Linked DNA regions of Mus musculus: region 2 is linked to region 1. The links are chromatin contacts, called in public promoter capture Hi-C maps. All regions are on one chromosome and are shown on one strand. Each heading gives the region's core, a stretch centred on a gene start, on an enhancer-like site or on the middle of the called end of the contact. The rest is flanking DNA. Distances are from core to core; before and after follow the strand shown.

Evidence for each region. Promoter capture Hi-C pulls out the DNA fragments that hold promoters and counts their contacts.
Region 2: a promoter capture Hi-C map of hippocampal neurons shows a contact between it and region 1, with 11 times the contacts expected there. The contact joins the promoter of Tecpr2 here to the promoter of Slc25a29 in region 1. A contact is called at or near these places in 1 of 39 promoter capture datasets (hippocampal neurons), 2 of 115 datasets of contacts at active chromatin or transcription factors (astrocytes and large pre-B cells) and 3 of 9 other capture datasets (embryonic stem cells, liver and pancreatic islet).

What each region holds. Positions count from the first base shown.
Region 1 is chr12:108,833,521-108,837,550 of GRCm38.p6, reverse strand. It overlaps Slc25a29 (solute carrier family 25 (mitochondrial carrier, palmitoylcarnitine transporter), member 29), which reads left to right and starts at 1,675. Exons shown (of 4, transcript NM_181328.3): 1 at 1,675-1,899. The coding sequence starts at 1,866. It overlaps Mir345 (microRNA 345), which reads right to left and starts at 578; the gene lies at 483-578.
Region 2 is chr12:110,887,276-110,891,028 of GRCm38.p6, reverse strand. Tecpr2 (tectonin beta-propeller repeat containing 2) reads right to left here and starts at 1,765. Exons shown (of 20, transcript NM_001289510.1): 1 at 1,703-1,765. It overlaps Cinp (cyclin-dependent kinase 2 interacting protein), which reads left to right and starts at 1,884. Exons shown (of 5, transcript NM_026048.4): 1 at 1,884-1,963. The coding sequence starts at 1,957.

The DNA of each region.
Region 1 (4,030 bases), core at 426-2,925:
CTGTCTTCCTCTCTCTGGCTTTTTGACGCACGTTCCCTTCAACACAGAACAAGGGCTGAAGAGATGAGGCTCAGGAAGTTCTCCTCTTGCCTTCCCAGCATGCATGAGACCCCGAGTTCCACCTCCAGGGAAAGAAAAGGTAACCAGGTGTCATCATTCAGGAGGCAGGCCATGAAGGTGTCAAGTTCAAGACCAACCTGGGCTACATATCAAGAGCCTGTCTCGAAGCCACAGGCAGAAAGAGCCGTCTTGTCTCATCGGATGCCCTCCCGTTTCTTAGAACCAGAAACCAGGGTGGAGGCGTGAAGACCCGAGCTTTACCACCGGACCCCAGGGTATTCTTATGGCTGTGTCCCTGCAGGAGGATTGCTGGGGTTAATGGCAAAGGCCTCAGGAGGGATCCTACAATCACCCCAGTTCCAGTGTGTACTTCCTTCTTCCTCTTACCACCTGCCTTTAGAAGGCATCCAGATGACTCAAAGCCTGTGGAGATCAAACCCAGGTCTCCAGACCCCTAGTTCAGGGCCCAGTAGCCACCACAAGCACTGGACTAGGGGTCAGCAGGCCTGGACTTGGGTGTCGGCTTCACGAAGGGTCCATTCAATTCCAAGGATAAACACCACCTCTCAAACAACACTGGGGTCCCTGGTCTCAGAGCTGCCCCTCCATCAGATCTGCCATCCCACAACTCCGCGCCCAGTTTAGGGAGGGGAGAGGCAAGAGCAGAGTTCGAGTAACCACAGGAGTCTGTTACTCCACTCTCAGCTTAAAAGAAAGTCACGACCAGCAGAGGCCCGGTAAGTGATGGCTGTATCCATCACTTGGACTTGCTTCCAGACTCCTTGCTGTTGTAGATATTACCAGCAACTGGGGGGGTGGGGGGCGGCGCGTCGGGTTCTTAGCCCACCTCAACTTTAATGCTCTCCAAGCCTGGAATATCTGCTTGCTCCTTGTCCTGCACCTAGCTCACCCTGTCCCAAGGCCCAGAGCTGCAGTCAGATGCCCGCGCCCCTGATCTGGCCTGCTGGCGGCTCCCAGGAACACGTCGGGCTTGGCGGCACCCTTCCATCCTCAGGCCCCATCCACAGGCCCCTTCTGTTTGAAAACGTTTCTACGTCCTTCAAACTCAAGTCCCTGTCTCTGCCTGGGTGCACTGGGTCCTCAGTACTCCTGCGCGTTCGCTTAAGAAGATCCGGGGCCTCAGAGGCCCCTCCAAGTGGGCGGTCGTTCTCGAACTTTCCCAGCAAGCTGAGTCCAAGACCAAAGTAGGCCTTGGGAGAGTCGCGGCGTTCCACGTGTGCACTCGCCACTGTGTCCTCTTGACACAGGCAAGGACGATGAGGTTGAGCAGGAGAGTCGCATCCAAATACCGTGAGGGGTCCGAGGATTGAAGCAGATCGAGCGCCGCCCTTCGGACCGTGCGGTTGGGAGGTTCTGGGCTCCAGTGTGCAGTGTGCCCACCGCACTGCCCCTTCCTTGCGCCGTGCGGGCGGGCCCGAGAAGCACAGTCTTTGTCTACTGAGCCGGGAGGCACCCCCGCCCGCCGCGCCCGAGGCCACACCTTCCAGGCGCGCCCAGCCAATGAGACTTGGCGGCGGCACCCGGAGCACGGGGTGTGTCCGTGCCTCGCTTACCGATTGGTTGCGCTCTGCCCCCGCGGGGGCTGAGGCCGACGGGGCGGTGCGAGCGGTGCGAGGTGAGGCCCGGCAAGCTGGACGCCAGGGGAGTGCTTTTCTAGGAGTCGCCATCCAGTCGCCTCCCCGACCCGGCTGCGCGCCCGGAGGCCAGATAGCAGGAGTCGCGACGGCCAACCGCGGGCCGGGCCCGAGGAGTAGTAAGACACAGCCGGCTCGCCGGGCCGGGCCATGGCGCTCGACTTCCTGGCTGGATGCGCCGGAGGTAAGGAGATGACCGGCATGCCAGGCGGGCGTTCTGGCTGGTACGCGGCGACAGGTGTCTTCTTGACCCTTCCGTGCGCACTGAGTGCAAGGTCTGGGGATCCTGGCAGCACCGCGGCTTGGCCGGAGGCAGGGACAGAACAGAAGGATGCGGGCGCGCAGCCTACTGATCCCTTCCCGCAGCTGTCTGAGCGAGGCTGGTGACACCGCGCGACCTCCTAGAAGGCTGGCCCGACCCCAGGCGCCCAGCACTTCCCATGCATTGCTTTAAGCTGCTGGAGGGCTCAGGAGAGGAGGAGGCGGTCCACCGGGTGGTCAAATAAATGGTCATGTCAACCTGACTGAAGAGCGCTCGAAGCTGAGAGCAGGCTAGGTCTGCCCATGACACTACCGTGCGGACCTGTTGAACGTTTAGTGCCTTTCCTTTTGCCTAGAGGATTAGTTTATTTACTAAGTATTAAATAGAGCCTGGTTTAGCCGCTGGGATTCCAGGTGAATCGACTGAGGTGGTAGTGGTCTGGCTGGTTATATGTTCAGCTCTGAGGCCCAGACCTGGCTCCTCATCCACCTGTCCTGCTGTCTTCATCCTTCATAGCCCTACCCGGAAAGGTCTCTCCTGGAACAGTGATAGGCTGGAGTTGGCCTTAGGTGCTTAATCCGTGCTTGCTTCTTCCTGGATGGAGAACATTGCTGTCTGGCAGAATGCCTTCCCTGAGCAGTGACGTACCCTCTAGGTGCTTGAGAACCACCAGACTGTCACCAAGTCTTTCTTCTGTAAGCTGTGGGAAGGCCACAGAGATTTCCACAAGCAGGTGGAGAATTAGAGACCCAGAAAGAGCCCCATGCTAGCCCCAGCTGTAACAGGGCAGGTGAGGGCATCTTCAATGGCCAGGACTCCTGCCGTGGCCAAGACCCCCTTGTACTGCAGTTTCCCCAGGGCCAGAGTTACCTCCATTTGTAGCCTGGGATATACAGTTGATCTGGGGAGCATATATTCACCCTGAGGCCAGGCTTGCATAGAGACTTTGAGCACCCCCACTGTCCCACAAGCCCATGGGCACTTGCTCAAGTAGGCCCTCCCTGCCTGGGATACCCATCTGTCTTCAACCAGCCTGTCTCAGGGTGGTCATGTGCCCTGTCTCCAGCCTGGTCTGCATTCTCACCCAGGGTGTGTAGAGAGTGCCCAACTACGTGAAGTCAAGCACTGACTTCATGCACGTCTGAGGTTTCAGCTGAATAGAGGTGGAGGTCACCAACAGAGTAAGATTCATCATCTAGTAAGGAAAGAAATGGGGCGTGGAGTGGGAAACACACACTTAGCCTCTCTGATTTGGTAGGGCAGCTGCGGGGCAGACAACAGTCTGCTTGTGCCCCAGGCTTGCCTTCCAGGTTCCCAGCTCTGCTCAGTGCATGCTGTCAGACAAGCTTCAAGACACGTGGGGATTGGGCCTTCTAATGTATCCGCTTGGTTCCTTCTGGCTTTGGTCCTTTCTCTCTGAAGGACAGGATGATGGTGCGGCCTCTTTCTAGAGGAAGAACATACCATGGGTGTGCCTGCATGGCCCAGGACACATCCTATCCTGCTTTTAAACTCTCTGAAAGAATGGCAAGCACCCTGACTTGACTGGTTTCTGGTAGAAAGCTGTCTGGTAGAAGGATGGGAATACCTGTGGTCTCTCCCTGTTGTGAGGGAACGGGTCTCAAATGTGGAGGCCACAATAGCCCCTTGGTTCTGGATAGGGCATGGGTCAATGTGACAAAAATGCCAGATCACTAGGTAGTGTCTACGAGGAGAGGACAGACCTGTCACCACTCTCAGACCTGTGCTGCCGGCTCCTCTTCCTGTCCTCGGATAATCAAGGTGTGTGAGCTGCCCTGTCTATGGTCAGTGGCTTTGGAGTTGGGAGATGGGTTCCTTTCTGTTGGTGTGACCCATCTCAGTGGTGGGTGAGGCAGGGCTACCTGGCTCTCAAAGAGACTGTAGGTCAAAAGGACATGGGTAGGAGGAAGTGGGAATGCCAGCCCAGGCCTGCCAGCTTTGAAACCCCTTGGGGCTTCCCAACAGAAGGGATGGGTAAGAGGCTGCATGGTCTCTGCAGTGTTTTGGAAGTGGCAGACTGTTGTTGCTGGCA
Region 2 (3,753 bases), core at 516-3,015, 2.1 Mb before region 1:
TTGTTGTCGTCTGCTTTCTTCCTCCTCTCCACTAAGTGCCAGCAGCTATTTTGTTTAAATTAGAGGCTACTATGAATGGACTCCGAGCTCTTCAACCCCAAAAGATAACTTCCCTAAGAAAAACTGAAAACCAACCCAATAAGAACCAGTCTTCCATTGAAAAAGACAATGTGGCTACATCAAAACAACTGCTTAGGGCTCTCGGAGAGGTAGCTCAGCCTGTAACACAGGGTATCCCTTCCAGAGGACCAGAGTTCAATTCCCAGCACCCACATGGCAGCTAACTTCCAGGGCATCTGATACCCTCTTCTGACCTCAGTAGGCACTTCACACACGTGGGTACACAAAAACACATGGAGGCAAGACATCCATTCACATAAAACACGATTTTTAAAAGTTACGGGGTGGGGGGGGGGAGTGAACCCCTGAAGGACTTTATTTCATTTTACCCATCCATGATTCCCAAACCAGACGGGATTCTCAGGTTTGAAATCTCAAGAGCTAGACTCCAACCTTCCTGAGGGAGTGACTAGGTGTGAAGTGTAAGCATACACCCCTAGGGCCTGGCCCAGCAACTGGCATGAGGGAAGTCTAGTAAACACTCAATGAATGAACAAACACGGGCTGTAAGTCAGGTTGCAAAAACAAACAAAATGATCACAGGTATATCAGCATTACAGCTGGGTGCGAGTAGGTACAAAAAGTGTAACAGCTTCGAAGACAAGGACTCTCTGGCGATAAGAGACTAGAGCAACTTCATACCTAGGACCTGATTTCCCACAACTCCCTGCTCCAAAAGTTTTCAAAACCTTGGCTGCAAATGATCATTCCAGTCAACGACAAAACGATACACCTCACATGCTGCCAACAAATGGAACAGAAAAATACCTGAATATCGGTGAGAAAGAAAGGAAGCACAAAGGGTAGGAAAGAAAAGTAAAGACGGAGATGGAAAGAAATGGGAAACCAGAGACTTAAGGGACTAGAGGAAAAAGCAGCGAAGCCCACAGAGCCGTGTGGGTGACAGCAGAGACTAACCTTGATCATATTCAGTCAGACCCTGGACGGTCGGCTGTGCATGCATGCACTGACCCATTTAATCCTCCACTATCCCAAGATAAAAACTTATCATTTTACGGATGACGAAACTGAAGCTAGGAAGTTGACACTTGCTCCAGTAAACGGGTAGGAAGGGGAAGCGCAATGACCTGACCCCGAGTCTGACCCAGGGTCACCCCATTCACTGTCCATTCCGCCTCGGGGGCCACACCGGGAGGCATTCGGTATCCATTTAACCAACCCTTACTCAACTCCTACTGGGCGGCCAAGCCAGCGGCAATGTAAGGGATCCAGCTGAGGATCGGGGGGACAGAACAGAACGCAATGTCAATCTCCAGGCTGAGGAGCCTGGAGCCGGCCGCGAGAGGGATGCAGGGTGGGGCAGGAGGGGAGGAGCGAGGGGAGCCGGGACGCCAGGGCGGCCCGGGGCGGTGTGCGAACGCTGCGACGCCCGGTGCTCTGCACAGACTCCGGCTGACAGATGCGCCGCGTGCGGCGGCTGCCAGGGGGACGGCGACGCGGCTGTGGAGACGCTGAGGGGCTGAGACAGGGGAAGGCGGCTCTGCCAGGGGGAGGAAAGGCGAGGGGCGGCGTCGGGGACGTCGGAGGCGTCCGGCACCCGCCCGCGCGCTCCCGAACTCACCTCCCGCGGCAGCCCCTCAGGACACCTCAGCCCCGCCAACCCGGAGGAGGCGGGATGGACTCCGGGCCGCAGGGGCTGCTGGGAGCCTGTTGCCTAGGCAACGGGTTAGGCCTCAGAGAGTAGCAGTGACTCCGCGGAGGGCTAGAGCGGCAGAGCCACAAGTGTGGGCGGGCCCAAGGACGGAAGTGACGTCACTTCCTCAGTTCGCAGGCGGGTTTTTGGGTCTTCTCAGGAATCTACCTGTGGGCCGCCGCATGGAAGGTGCGTGACAGTGCTGTGTTTCCCTAGTTGTGGGGGCTGCAGGTCGTGGACGTGGTCATGAGGGGTGGGAGGGTGGGTGGGGGAGGTCATGAGTCCGCGCGCGACGTGACATGCAGGGCGCGCCTGGACCTCGTGGGCTGCCGGGAGCCTTGTTCATTACGGTGTGAGTGTCGTCTGAGTGCGGTGATGTGCGTGAAGTGTCAGTGGTGTGACGCTCAGAGCATCCCTGAGCACATTGGAGCCAAGCCTGACGTGCCAGCCCCTCGGAGAACCCTTCCCTAAACTCCGGCATTCAGTAAGACGGGCCGTGGAGCTTGCAGTGTGTAATAAAGGCTGTCTCTGTCGGTTCGTGTCGCATGGGTCAGTGCGTTAGCGTATGGCTTGCTGAGTCCCGTTTTGCTTTGGTAGCTTACAAGAGGTAAGCAGCTAAACTGCTGTGCCTCTCTCTCTACCAGCTGCCCTGCGACTCACATTACTGACATCTCCCCATTTGTCTCTGAGTGTCTAGAAGTCAGAGCTGTGCTTTTGGTTCCTAAGTGGGTCCGGCAAACTTAGTCAGCCGTGATCCTCACCCTTAGGGACCCCTACCGAAGAAGGACGAATGTAATGCAGGAGGTGAGAGCAGTTCCTCCATGGAGCCCGTTTGATTCTCAATCAGCTGTGTGTGCAAGTTATGGGAGGGAACAAGACATAACTCCTACTGTGGTTGAACTCAGTCCTGCGGAGAAAATAGAATTAAGAAATAGAAGAAATTGACTCACTAGGGGATGTGATGACAGCCAACGAATAGGAGATAATATGTCTACTGCAGTGACTCGTAATGCAACCAGGGGTGGAAGTGGGGGCGGCGGCGGCGGGGGTTGGGGGGGGAGAGTCCAGGAAGACTTCTTGATGGAAATAACTGTTCAACTTGCTTCCTGTTGCCATGGTAAAATACCGTCACCAAAAAGCATCTTGGGAAGGAAAGGGTTTATTTGTCTTACCCTTCCAGGTCCCAATCCATCTATGAAGGAACTCGGTAGGAACCCAAGCAGAACCAGAGGCAGGAGCCATGAAGAATAGCTGCTTACTGGCTTGCTTTTTCCTAGGATTTTCTTCTCCGTGTATAATACCTACATTTATGTAAACGTACCATGTGTCAGCTGTATCCACAGGGGCCAGAAGAGGACATGGTATCTTCTGGAATAGGAATCTCAGCTGATTGTAAGCCTCTTTTGGGTGCTAGGTCCGCAGAGCCATCTCCAGCCCCTCAGATCGTTTCTTACACAGCCCAGGACCAATTGCCCAAGGGCTGCGGCACCACAGAGAGTTAGGCCCTTGTACATCATTCACCATGCAGACATCCTCACGAACAGTTGTTACACTGTGGTTCTCTCTTCCCAGGTTGACCAAGTTAACCACAAAAGTAACCAGGACAATGACTTCCCTTTTTGCATTTAACTATTGCAAATATATTTATTGCAACTTACAGATAAGTTAGCAATTATATACAAGTAGAATTTTAGCTATAAATTCTGGTTGCGTTTAAATTTGGAAGTCAGAAGAAGAGAGTCTCAAAATAGTATAGTCTCCTAAAGAAGGTTTTGTTAAATTACAGAAAAATAAAACTGGAAGCTGAAGATTTTTTGGCTCGGTTCTAGAGCATTGGAATTTAGATCTCCACATGACACTGGGCAGCTCTCAAACACCTGTAACTCCAGCTCCAGGCCACCAGTCACCCTTCTGGCCTCAGCAGCCACTCCCACACATTCACACACATAAAAACAGATCTTTAAAAATGAAATCTGCCC